Linked DNA regions of Mus musculus: regions 1 and 3 are each linked to region 2. Evidence: chromatin contacts called from public HiChIP or PLAC-seq and Micro-C data. All regions are on one chromosome and are shown on one strand. The core of a region is the stretch at or near the end of the contact, and the rest is flanking DNA. Distances in the headings are between cores, read along the strand shown.

What was found. A called contact is a pair of places that touch in the nucleus more often than the background predicts. HiChIP or PLAC-seq counts read pairs in DNA pulled down with a chosen protein or histone mark.
Region 1: a contact with region 2 is called in an H3K27ac HiChIP or PLAC-seq map of embryonic stem cells, with 14 read pairs. The contact joins two enhancer-like sites. A contact is called at or near these places in 9 of 39 promoter capture datasets (the C10 cell line, the HPC-7 cell line, cranial neural crest and 5 more), 2 of 484 Hi-C or Micro-C datasets (cerebral cortex and embryonic stem cells), 15 of 115 datasets of contacts at active chromatin or transcription factors (the 230-238 cell line, craniofacial prominence, embryonic basal ganglia and 6 more) and 2 of 9 other capture datasets (embryonic stem cells and pancreatic islet).
Region 3: a Micro-C map of embryonic stem cells shows a contact between it and region 2, with 2.6 times the contacts expected there. The contact joins the promoter of Tardbp here to the enhancer-like site in region 2. A contact is called at or near these places in 5 of 39 promoter capture datasets (the HPC-7 cell line, cranial neural crest, frontonasal cranial neural crest and 2 more), 2 of 484 Hi-C or Micro-C datasets (CD4 T cells and embryonic stem cells), 3 of 115 datasets of contacts at active chromatin or transcription factors (effector CD8 T cells, embryonic stem cells and memory CD8 T cells) and 2 of 9 other capture datasets (liver and pancreatic islet).

Annotation. Positions count from the first base shown.
Region 1 is chr4:148,652,506-148,656,530 of GRCm38.p6, forward strand. It overlaps Gm572 (predicted gene 572), which reads left to right. Exons shown (of 12, transcript NM_001368835.1): 3 at 2,339-2,437. Among named protein-coding and RNA genes, the nearest start is that of Gm572, 11 kb to the left of the region's middle. Within about 2 kb of position 2,701, at least 20 of the 459 cell types and tissues checked have an H3K27ac peak or open chromatin away from gene starts, as enhancers often do. A contact at or near this core is called in embryonic stem cells, where this site is marked.
Region 2 is chr4:148,911,683-148,915,429 of GRCm38.p6, forward strand. All of the region lies in intron 4 of Casz1 (castor zinc finger 1), which reads left to right. Gm15969 (a long non-coding RNA gene) reads right to left here. Exons shown (of 3, transcript XR_003955174.1): 2 at 2,515-2,702; 3 at 1,888-1,936. Among named protein-coding and RNA genes, the nearest start is that of Gm15969, 4.3 kb to the right of the region's middle. Within about 2 kb of position 1,724, at least 22 of the 459 cell types and tissues checked have an H3K27ac peak or open chromatin away from gene starts, as enhancers often do. A contact at or near this core is called in embryonic stem cells, where this site is marked.
Region 3 is chr4:148,624,990-148,629,069 of GRCm38.p6, forward strand. It overlaps Tardbp (TAR DNA binding protein), which reads right to left and starts at 2,007. Exons shown (of 6, transcript NM_145556.4): 1 at 1,692-2,007; 2 at 136-387. The coding sequence starts at 373.

The DNA.
Region 1 (4,025 bases), core at 1,451-3,950, 260 kb before region 2:
ATATATATATATATATATATATATATATATATATATATATACTGTAGCTGCCTTCAGACACACCAGAAGAGGGCATCGGATCCCATTACAAATGGTTGTGAGCCACCATGTGGTTGCTGGGATTTGAACTCAGGACCTCTGGAAGAGCAATCAGTGCTCCTAACTGCTGAGCCATCTTTCTTTTTTTTTTTTTTTTTTTTTTTAGATTTATTTATTTACTATATGTAAGTACATTGTAGCTGTCTTCAGACACTCCAGAAGAAGGAGTCAGATCTTGTTAAGGATGGTTGTGAGCCACCATGTGGTTGCTGGGATTTGAACTTCGGAAGAGCAGTCGGGTGCTCTTACCCACTGAGCCATCTCACCAGCCCCCTGAGCCATCTTTCTAGCCACAAAGTTGTGTAGGGCTTTTATTTGGGTTGTTGTTAGTTTTTGAGACGGTCTCATCATATAATCCTGGCTGGCCCAGAACTCACAGAGGTTCACCTGCCTCTGCCTCCTGAGTGCTAGGATTAAAGGCATTACAACACCTGGCACTTTCTTGATTCTTGATTGACATAGGAGGGAACAGTCTACTGTGGGCAGTGTCATCCCCTAGGCGTTGCTCCTGAGCGGTATAAGAAAGCAGGCTGAGCAAGCCATGGGGAGCAAGCTGGTAAGCAGCGCCCGCCCTCCATGGCCCCTGCTTGGGCGCCTGCATGCGGCTCCTGCTTTGTCTTCTCTTTATGATGGATGCTACCTGTGGGCTGAAATAAACCCTCCCCACCCCTCAAGCTTCCTTTGGTCAGGCCGTTTATCACAGCAATGGAAACCTAAGGCCTATGGGATCTGGGAATCTAACTCGGGCTGACAGGATAATATGTTTGGGTGGCAAGGACTGTTCCTTGCTGAGCCATCTCACCAGCTCCCACTTTTTACAAATTAATTTATTGTGTGTGTGTACATGTATGATATATGCAAAGGTCTGGGTATCTGTGCCCCTCCCTTCATACCTGTAGAGGCCAGAGGAGGGTGTCAATTGTCCTTCTCCCTCGATCTCCACCCTATCCCTTGAGACAGGCTTGCTCATGGAACCTGGAGCTAAGCTGGTGGCCAGCAAACCTCCGTGGTCTCCCTGTCTCTATACCCATCAGCACAGGGGTGGGAGTGTGCATTCGGCCATCCATGGTCCTTTCATAGGTGCTGGGGACTTGAACTCAGGTCCTCATGCTTGTTCAGTGGGAGTTAGCTCATCTACTGTCCCCAGCCTCCAGGTTTTTCATTATTCACTCATCTTGGAGATAGGAGATGTGACCAGGGCATAAGAACAGGGGTGGGGCCATCAGGTTCACTAGAGGAACTCTCAGACTGCAGGAAGGGTGTTACTGGCACTTATAGTTCATCCTGGCACAAGAATGAAGACTAAGATCAGACACTGGGAGAGAGCATAGGTCAGGGTGAAAGAACCTAGTGGGAAACCCCCACTCAATTTCTGTCCGGCGTGCACCCAAGAATCACGAACAGACTACCATCTTGATGTAAAAGCATGAGGTAGTTTAATGACGGAGCTCTGGGCTGACACATATCTCCCGCAGGAGACAGAGGTGTCGACCACATGGTGGAGCCATAATGGCGGAGCTCCGGTTCGAAATGTATCTCATGCAGGAGACAGTGGTTTCGACCCTGACGCTTGGAAGCTAGGGACTTTTATAGAAAAGGGGTGGGGCTGGGGGAGGAATTGGCGCAGTTTCACATGATTGGTCCATTTAAACATCAACAGACTGTCAGAAGGGCAGGAGATAGGGAGGCACTAGGCCAGTCAGGACATGTAATGACGGGCCTGCCCGGGCATGACCTGGCCTGTTCTGCTATGTTCTCAGCCCCAGGTTTTAAAGCTCACAAACAACTCTTTGGGCTATTTGACATAAATTACATGAATCACATGTCTCAAGTTTTATTTCCTTTCAGGGGTCGCTATCAGTATCTGTAATCACTACCATCACTCTTGTCTAACGTCATCATTGTCCATATCCTCATCGTTATCATCATCATCATCATTTAATCAATTCCAGGAAGAAACAGAGTAAGCAACAGACACACACACACACACACACACACACACAGGAGCGCTCAGTGGGGATTTAGACCCAGATGTCCTGACACCGTTGTCTACACTCACAAGTAAATCATACCGTTCCCAGTCTTTCCATGCCACACTGCTTAGACGCAATGGTGACCCGTTTCCTAGCTGGTCTACTGCAGCAGGATCGAAAGGAGGCCTGCCCAGTCTTCCTTCTTCCCTTCCCCTCTCTCTCTTGTGTCCTCTCTGCCTCCTCACAAGTATCTTTTTGTCTCACAGAAAAGGTCGAGTGCTTCTCAGACTACATGACCCTGCAGATCCCGAGTAGTCACGTGCAGGGTTTGAAGCAGTGGCTGGTCGGGGTCCTGCGCCTGCCGGGTAAGCCATCTTCTCAAACCTGGGTTTTCCAATTCTCAGCCATTGACTGGCTGGAGCCTTTGCTAAGGGAGATCCCCAATTCGTCCCTCACCCCAGGGCACAAGGGCGGCCTTCCCTGAAAGCTTCATGCTGTTGGTTTCTTCCCAGGGCTGCCCTGACCTTCCCCAAGACAGTTCTGTCCTGGTTGCGCTCTCAGCCCATTTCCTCTTCTGGTACCTACTTAAAATGGCCTCCTACCCTTGTTCACATGCTTGTCACTAGCGCCACCTGCAGGTAGTTGGGGAGCAGGCACAGACCATGGCTCCATGCAGATAGCTGCTGTGTGTCTCCAGGACTAAGGACTCTCTAGTACATGTTTAGGAGACTCCTAATAGATACTTGCTCACCCTGATTGAAGTGTCTGTCAGGTGCTAGTAGACTCCCTAAACGCGCGCATGTGCGCACGCTCATTTAAGCGCACGGGTTTACAAAACAGTGCCGCAGCCGGGTGGTGGTGGCACAAGCCTTTAATCCCAGCACTTGGGAGGCAGAGGCAGACAGACTTCTGAGTTCAAGGCCAGCCTGGTCTACAAAGTGACTTCCAGGACAGCCAGGGTTATACAGAGAAACCCTGTCTCGAAGGAAAAAACAAAACAAAACAAAGCAGTGCCATCAGAGGATAACTTGCAGGACTATTTCTTCCTTTTAACTAAGTGGATCTGAATTTGAACTTGAGTCATCAGGCTTAGTGGCAAGTAGCTTTAGCCCATCGAGCCATTTTGCTGACCCACAATTCCTTCCTTTTTCCTGTTTAAACCTTTATTGCATGTGTATACCCATATGTTTTGCCTGCACATAAGTCTGTATACCATGTGCATGCATTGCTAGTAGGGGCCAGAAGACGGTGTCCATCTTCTGGAACTGGGATTACAGATGTTTGTGAGCCACCACATACGTGCTAGGAACCAAACCCAGGTTCTCTGGAAGAGGACGCGTCTTACCCATGGGAACCACAATCTCATGCTTGGTGGGAGAATCTCATGCCTAAAGCAGCCAGAAAGAGGGCTGAGAAAGTTATCACTTTCAGAAAACTTTGAACCATGAGCTTACCCAGTGCAAAGTGGGAAACTTCTAGAAGGAACTAGAACAGAGATAATATGCTCATCTCCTGTTTGAGTTTGGTCACAGAGGCTGCAAGTCAGACACCCACAATTTTCCTCTTTTGTACAAAAATAGAGAAATTGAGGGGGGAACTTCCCATCTCAAAGTGTTTTTACTTTTTCCTTTCCCTTCCCTTATTTTTGAAGGCAGGGTCATACACTGTGGTTACTACAGTGCTACCCTAGAGCTCTGTGCAATCCAGGCTGACCCCAAACTCATGGCAGTCCTCCTTCCTGTCTTAGCCTTCCAGAGCTGGAATTACAGGTGTGAGCCACCACGCCTGACTTTGTCTGGGAATTCGAAAGTGCTGTCTGGGACTGGTGTGTCCTGAATCCTGAATTGGCCCTCGGATGGTCAGCCAGGCGGCGATGCCTCTCAGGAGTTGGAACAGCATCTGTGTATTAAAAGGCCACTTTTCCAGGAGAAAAACGCAGAGGATACATTAAGC
Region 2 (3,747 bases), core at 474-2,973:
CATGTTTATACAGTGTACTCTTGTGAAGGCCGAGGAGGAGGAGGAGGAGGTGGTGGTGGAGGAGGAGGAGGAGGAGGAGGAGGAGGAGGAGGAGGAGGAGGAGGAGGGAGATGCTTCCCATGGCCCACTGAGAGACCACTTTAGTCAGTTCAGGAACAGCCCCCCACTGCTAGAACTCACAGGGTTACCTTGGGAACTATGGAGAGCAGAGTGGCTGCTTTGCAAACAGCTGTCTGATGGAGTGGGGCTCAGCCTGAACCCTGAACTAGGTTTGCCCCCTTTTTGCTTGTGTGGGTTTGAGAGAACCTGAGTGCTTTGCCGGATTTGACCAAATTATGAATTAGGAGGTGGGGAGCATCGCAGTGTTCTTAGGGAGACTGGAGGGTACTTGGGGCATAACCACCCTGGCACTACAGATATCTACCCTGCCCAAGAGGGAGAAGTTACAAAGCAGTAGGGATGGGCATTCCTAAACAACCCAGAAAGGAGGGGGTCTGAGAGGGAACCAAGCCAGAACCACAGTCGGTGTGCTTGGATAAGGGTAGATGAGATAGATGTGCTGTAGCCATTGATGGTCACGCTGGCAGCAGTGAAGTTCAGGCCTTCCTTGACTGACTTTCTCTAGGCTCTGGGTGGAGGCAGCAGGTGGGATAGTCTGGAGGGCAGGCGATGGATGACCAGGCTCTTCCAAGCCAAGCGTGCCAGCTCCTGCCAGTGGGGTCATGACCCTCTTGATAAGAAGGGTCATCCTGGGACTCCTTGCAAGTCTACAGATGGCGGCAGAAGGAGCTCCCGGGAACCCGAGGCAGGGCTAAGAGCCCCTGAGAAGAAGCCTGGATGTTTTCAGTTTCCAGGTCCCTTGGGGGCCCAGGGGCAGATTGAGACAGGCTCCTTGCAGGGGAGGTGTTAACAAACAGCAGGTGATTAAACATGACAAGCGGTGACATTTCTGTTCAGGGTTCTCAGTCCCAGCAAAGCCAAGAATGAAGCTATAAACCCTGACATTTTGTGTTATGCACTGAGAGGATTTTAATAGACCTCGTTCCCTCTTCTCCAGTCCTCCTCTTCTCTCCCTCTTCACCACCCCCATCACATCCAGTGTCCCACAGAGCACCCCTCCATTCCATTTTGCCTGACTTTCAGGAGCCATCTGGGCTGTATGGGTCTCTGTACCTGCAGGTCCTGGCCAGATGCCCCCCTCCCCACACCTTCTTGGTTTTGATCTTTCCTGTTGTCCCTCTTCAAACCCCCCTTGCCTCCCTCCACCGTCCACTTTCTCACCTCCTTTTTTTGGGTCCTGATCTCACAGCCTGTCCCTTAGCTGCGGCTGTCCCAGTTGTCAGGGACAGCAGGTGGCTGTCCTTGTGCTCTTTGTGCTCATAACATTTCCAGACAGACTTGAGAGCGGGTGTAGGGAGTTTGTGGGGCTTGGTATGGGCTCTCCCCCATCTTTCTTTTTTAATCTCCTTTTCTCCTTTTTGGGACAAGGACAAGGCAGAGGGAGAAAATTGCTCTACGCTGCAAACAGTTGCTGGGTTTATTCAGAAAGGACTGACCAGCAACAGTTGTTCCTCTTACAGAGAAATGCAGGAACAACTGGGGCCTTCTTTGTTCTCTGGGCAGAGTCCTGTGAAGGGCATTTGGAGGTGAGCCTGGGGCTAAAGAGGGCAAGACACTCACAGTGTCAATTGAGTCCCACCCAGGGAGTCCCCACCCCAGCAAGCAGGAAAGGTTTTTAGAGCTAGGCAGGGTCTGGTTAAGAAGTCAGGCCACACCCTGGGTCCTCCGCTCAGCCCTAGTCAACGCAAGAAGCTCTTAGCGGTCTGTGTTCATTTCAGTAAATATTTATTGGACAGACACTGTGCTGAACAGTAGTTCCGTCCTGTAGATCTCTTGGTCAAATGAGGTGGATGGAGGAGTTGTTACTGTAGAGGGCCTACAAACAAGAACAGGGGTCAGAGATGAGGACCAGAGGAGGGGATGATCTAGAGGGCGTCTCACAAATGATATGGTCACTAGGGCCCCTGAAGGATGCCTAGGAGAAGGGAGGCCAGGCCTAGGATTGAGGTTGGACCCTCTGCGTAGCGGTCAGTGTTCTGGAGGCCTGGGGTATACTGTGTAGCCTCACGGTACTACCTGGCATGGAGGAGAGTTTGAGCTGTGTCATCCCACAGTAGGTGTCTCTAGGACTCAGAACCTATTTTCTTATCTACCCTTCCACCTCTGCCCAGCTGGGCCAGGCACGATGGTCTGGGTAAAGTGGGAATGAAGCTCACCCCAGTTCAGTGGACAGAGAGCCGCAAGAAGTGGGCGGATGCCCATAGACTGTGGCTGTGCAGCCTCTTCTGTCTCTGTCCTTGGGGTGATGAGTCACAGGTAAGGAGGTAAGAGAGACATACAGGCTCGTGTGATGGGCCCAGTGCAGGAAGCAAAGGAACCAGGGCAGCCTTGTGTCACCTTCCTTGCCTGTCACTCAGCAGGATCAGGTAACCTCCAGGAGCCCCCTGAACTCACTCATGTTGCTGCTTCTCTCTCGGTGGTTGGGAAGCGGCGCACAGTGTGTCCTTGTTAGCCTACAGGCTTCCCAAGAGACTTCAGATGGTCCTCTAGGATCCTGAGGGCCAGGTTGAGCAGTGCCAATAGGGACTCAAGATGCATCTGAGAAGCTCGGAGAAGCATCTGAGAAGGAGGGTTGTTTGGACCTGTGTGGATTAGAGGAGGACCAGAGGGGAGCAGATGGGGGGGGGGGTCCTAAGATGCAGGCTCCAAGTTCAGCCGCTCATCCATCAGGAGCTGGCCTCACATCCTGGTGTTAGACGGCCACAGCCACACCAGTAGCCAAGGGCGAACTCTAGGGCCTGTTGTCTGGAAGGGTCTCACACAACCCACGGGGCACCTTTTTCTTTACTGGTTTGCCTCTGCCCAGGAGCTGTGCTGGCACACTGTCCCAGTGTCACATTGGTTCTCTAAAGGAGATCAGGCTGGTTTGCCACCCCAAGAAGAGCTAGGGGGTACAAGGCAGACTTCATACATCACTGACTCCTTTTCCCCACCCCACCCTGCCATTCTGACAGGCTTACTCCAGGTCCGCCTTGACACCAGCCCGTTTGCTCACTTCCCAGAGTCTAGCTGGAACTGTGTAGACCCCCTGAACTGTCATCACTTGACAACTTGGCTGGGGGTCATGGTAGTGAGAGGAGGGGAGAGGAGTCCTGGAGCCCAGGCTTGGCCTACTGCCCCCGAAGGTCCAGAGCCAGGTTTTATTATAATCCCCACATCCTGTTGCAGATCCTTAATCAGCTGGATCCCAGGTTGGGCTGGACCCTGTGGTGTCACTCAGGGCTGTAGCATAGAAAACCTGAAGTGGAGTTTCAGGAGCTGGGGTTGGGGTTATGAGGATAAGGCAGGTGGCAGGGAGGAGAAGGGAGCCGGCCAGCCGAGCACAGGATGTGGACAGAGCCCAGACCCACCACCCACCAACCAGGCTGGGGGAGGAGAAGCAGCTGCTGCAAACTGGGAACTGGCTGGGAGGTGGGGGGGTGGGGGTGGGGGCAAGACACCGCTAGTCTGTGGGGGCTGCCGTGCTGCCTTGTGCCACGGAGACAGCTGGCCCTACAGTCGCTCTGGCAGTGGGCAGTAGCCCTAGCCAGGAGTTGGTAGAGGGAACCCTGGGTGATGTTGGTTCCAGTGTCTATACGGACAGGCTAAACTCCAAGAGTTGGAGTGTTCTTGCTCTGCCAAGAGCTC
Region 3 (4,080 bases), core at 757-3,256, 290 kb before region 2:
TCAAGTTGGAGCTCAACAATAGACTATTCTCCCAGCACACATGAAGCCCTGGATATTATAGTCTCACTTAAATTAAGATGGCACGGAAGTCTAACCATGGCCAGCAATACAGCAAAACCAAAATGATTAACAAACCTTTGGGATAGTTGACAACATATACCAGATTGCCCCAGCCAGCATCTGGGGCATGCAGAATTCCTTCCACCAGTCGGACTCCTCTCATACACTGAGACACGGGATTCCGGTAGCGCAGGCCGCATGCCCCTGGAAACTGGGCTGTAACTGTGGACAGCAACACCGTCCCATCGTCTTCTGATGGTATTTCAATGGGTTCATCGTTCTCATCTTCTGTTACCCGAATATATTCAGACATCTTTGCTTAAATCTCTTAAAGGAAAAAGAAATGAGCAAGAAAATCAGAGGAGTTATCTTTTCATAATTGGCTATTATCACACCACTTTATTCCCACTTCCTGAAAAGATTCCTGCTACCTAAAATGTTTCTTTTGCCATCCCTGAAAAAAAAATAGAGAAAAGGTATTTTCTAAAATAAAAATGTGATTTTGGGGGCTGTTGAGATGGCTCAGTGGGTAAGAGCACCCGACTGCTCTTCAGAAGGTCCAGAGTTCAAATCCCAGCAACCACATGGTGGCTCACAACCATCCGCAACAAGATCTGACTCCCTCTTCTGGAGTGTCTGAAGACAGCTACAGTGTACTTACATATATTAATAAAATAAATCTTTAAAAAAAAATGTGATTTTTGTCGAGCACGATAACCCACGCCTTTAATCTCAGCACTCTTGAGGCAGGCAGATCTTTTTGAGTTCGAGGCTGGCCTAGTCTACTGAGTTCCGGGGCAGCCACAGGGAAAACCGGTGTTCATGTGGCGCTCTGCCCGCCAGTTCTATTTTCTCAGCGCACACTATAAGCTTCCGGTGCTAAAATGGCAACAGTGTTACCATGTGGCCCGTTGGCTACAAAGCCAGACAAAAACAAGGTGTTAAAGAACTAAGTATCTGCCCCGATTTTTTTTCTTGCACTCGTCATTTCTTACCTGGAGCGCACAGATTACAGGCTACCGTATTTCGTAACCATTCTGAATTAAGTTTCTTCTATAGCCTGGACCTGAATCGGGTTTAGCACGTGCTTTAACGTGGAAAAAACCAGCCAAGCATTGGGATCTGAGGAACCCTCCCTGTGCTGGTGGAGCACGAACACCGACATCAGAACAGTTATCTAGCAGTTCTGGTGCTCATCCTCGGAAAGGTCTGGCTAAAGTTAGGCGTCGAGGGAGCAACGACGGCTACTCCGGGAGGTAGGCCGCCGCTTCCCAGAAGGCCGTGCGCGACAGACAACGTTGATGATTTTCCCCCCCTTTCAACTGGGCCCAGGGTGGGGCCCGCGGAGGTCCAAGTCCCATGGTGACAACAGTTATTCTCAAAAGCGACAATCTACAGGGACTAGGACGCCTGGAAACCCGGGGCGGCCACACACTTCCGCCCGTGGCTTCACAGCCAAGCAGAGGCCCGGCGTCCCGCTCCGGCTACTGCCCGCGCTTAGGCCTTAACGACGCGGCTGCGCGAGGCCAACCAGGCCCCGCTCTACCGCTCCCTCCCCGCGGCGCAGGCCGCACCGGGCCTCTCCGAAGCAACACTCGAGGCACGCAGGCCGGCCTTGGCGACCAACCTACCCGCTAGGCCACTGCTAGGAAGCACAAGGAGGAAGCACAGACGGGAAGGAATCCGACAACAGCCGCGCTACCGCTCCGTGCCCACAAAATGGCGCTAGGGCCGCCTCCCGCCCTCGCCCGCCTTCGGCCTCTCCCACTGGCTTCCCTGCAGGAGGGGCGCTCTCCGAGGGAAGCCACAGGCGCTCTCTCCTCCCAGAGGCTCGGATGCTAGCAGGCTCTTCGGCGTATAGAAAAAAGTAAAGAAACGCAACAATGAAAACAGCTGGGTCTGAAAAACTGACAGATGAAGGACAGAACGGCCACTCGGCCTTCCGAGTCCCCCTACGTAACGCGGTAGATGGCTTCGCCTGACCAACGGCCGGCCCTAGTCGAGGAGCTCGCGCGCGCCGAGAATGCGCGAGACTAGCGCAGGCCGGGACTGGGGCGGCAGGGGCGGGGCTAGGAGGGAAAGGGGGCGGAGCCTGCGACTGAACGCGTAAGGGCTTGGGGGGGAATCCCTGGGAACCCTGGGTTCCTAGTCTAAAGGCGACTCTTAAATGTCTTCTGCCTTTGCTCGTTAATTTCCAACGTGGAAACATTAACTTTGATCTGCAAAATGGTCCCTGTTCTAAGTACTATTTTGTATCAAGTACCTTTTAGCACTCTCTGGCTCTAGGGGGAGAAAAACAAACCAGAATCTTGTGAATGGCAGGCAAGTGTCTTCCCATTGACCTTGGGCTTAGCCATCAGATACTGTTTTAGAGACAGGGATCTCAAAGTCACTGTGTAGCCCAGGCTGTCCTTTAACTCATCAAGGCTGCCAAGTGTGGATGCTGCCCTAGCAGTCTACACGATAGTCGTGATACTCTCTCCTCTTTCAATAAGTGAAGAAACTGAGGCACAGAGTTGAGTACCTTGCATGAAGTCACCATGAGAAAGAGGCCCCACTAGGGTCTGAATCCTACAGCAAAAAACTACTTGGATGTTTCAGTATTTCGGTTCCAGTTGACGAGTCCTAGTATAACTTTAAAAAGGCTGAAGGCTAGCTCTACCACCAAGCAGCAGATGTAGACTCTTTACTCAGGGTTGGAATTTCTTGGTGTATCAGATTCAAAGCTTAGGCACAAAGGTTTTACACAGTTGCTTTATTTACTGAAACTGGGTCTTGCTGTACAGAACAGGCTGGCCTTGAGCTTGCTGGGTTCCTCCTGCCTCTGCCTCCCTTCTGGGAGGAATGGGGTAGGATTGCAGATCACCATCAGGCCAAGCCTTCCCACTTTAAGTTTATAAATGAATTCATTTCCTCCTCACAGCTACCTTGTAAGAAGATGGCATTGGAAGAACAGATGTTAATGTCTAGCCCCTAACTTCCATTAGAGCCCAGGCTGGCCAGGAACTCCTGGCCTGTCCTCCTGCCTCAACCATCTGAGTGCTGGGATTATAGGCATGAGTCCTTCCACCCAGCATTATTTACTTTTTGGTTTTGAACTTAACAAACAAACAAACAAAACAGGATTTCTGCGTAGTCTTTGGCTGGCTTAGAACTTACTGTGTAGACCAGGCTGGCCTCAGATTTGCTATGCCTTTCCTGAATCTGCGCCTTCAGTGTTGGGATTACAGGTGTGAGTCACCAAAATGGTTTTTTGTTTGTCTCCTAAGACAAGGTTTCATACAGCAGAGCCTGGGCCTGGCCTCCTGACTGTCCGGGATTACAGACCTGTGCTACCATGCCTGGAAAAGTCAAGAACTTTAACAGTAGTTTAAAAGGATGATTGCATTTTTTTTTTTTGATTTTTTTTTTTTTTTTTTTTTTTTTTTTTGGTTTTTCGAGAAAAGGTTTCTCTGTGTAGCCCTGGCTGTCGTGGAACTCACTTTGTAGACCAGGCTGGCTTCAAACTCAGAAATCCGCCTGTCTCTGCCTCCCGAGTGCTGGGATTAAAGGCGTGCGCCACCACGCCCAGCTTGCATTTTTTATTTATTTTCTGTGTTCACGTCTCTGTGGGAAACCAAACCTGCTCTGTGTGAGTTTTTCTGTGAGCCATCTAGCTGGCACCAGCTATCTTTTTTTTTTTTTTTAGACAGGGTCCTACTGTATATTCCAGGTTGACCTTCAAATCAGTCTTTCCCCCAGGCAGGTCTCCAGACTTCGGGAACTATAGATATGCATCATTACAGCTGCCCTGGAACTCAGAGAGCTCTGCCTGCCTCCACTTTCCAAGTGCTGGGATGAAAGGTGTATCTATGCCTCCACATCTGGCTAGACCATATTGGGTTTTTATTTAATTATTATTTTTCTTTTTGGGTCAGAGTCTCATGTGGCTCCCGCTGGCCTCCAACTTAATGCATAGCCCATGCTGGTCTTTGCTGTTGTTTCTATTCTAGCGTACTGGTATTAGAGGTGTGATACACC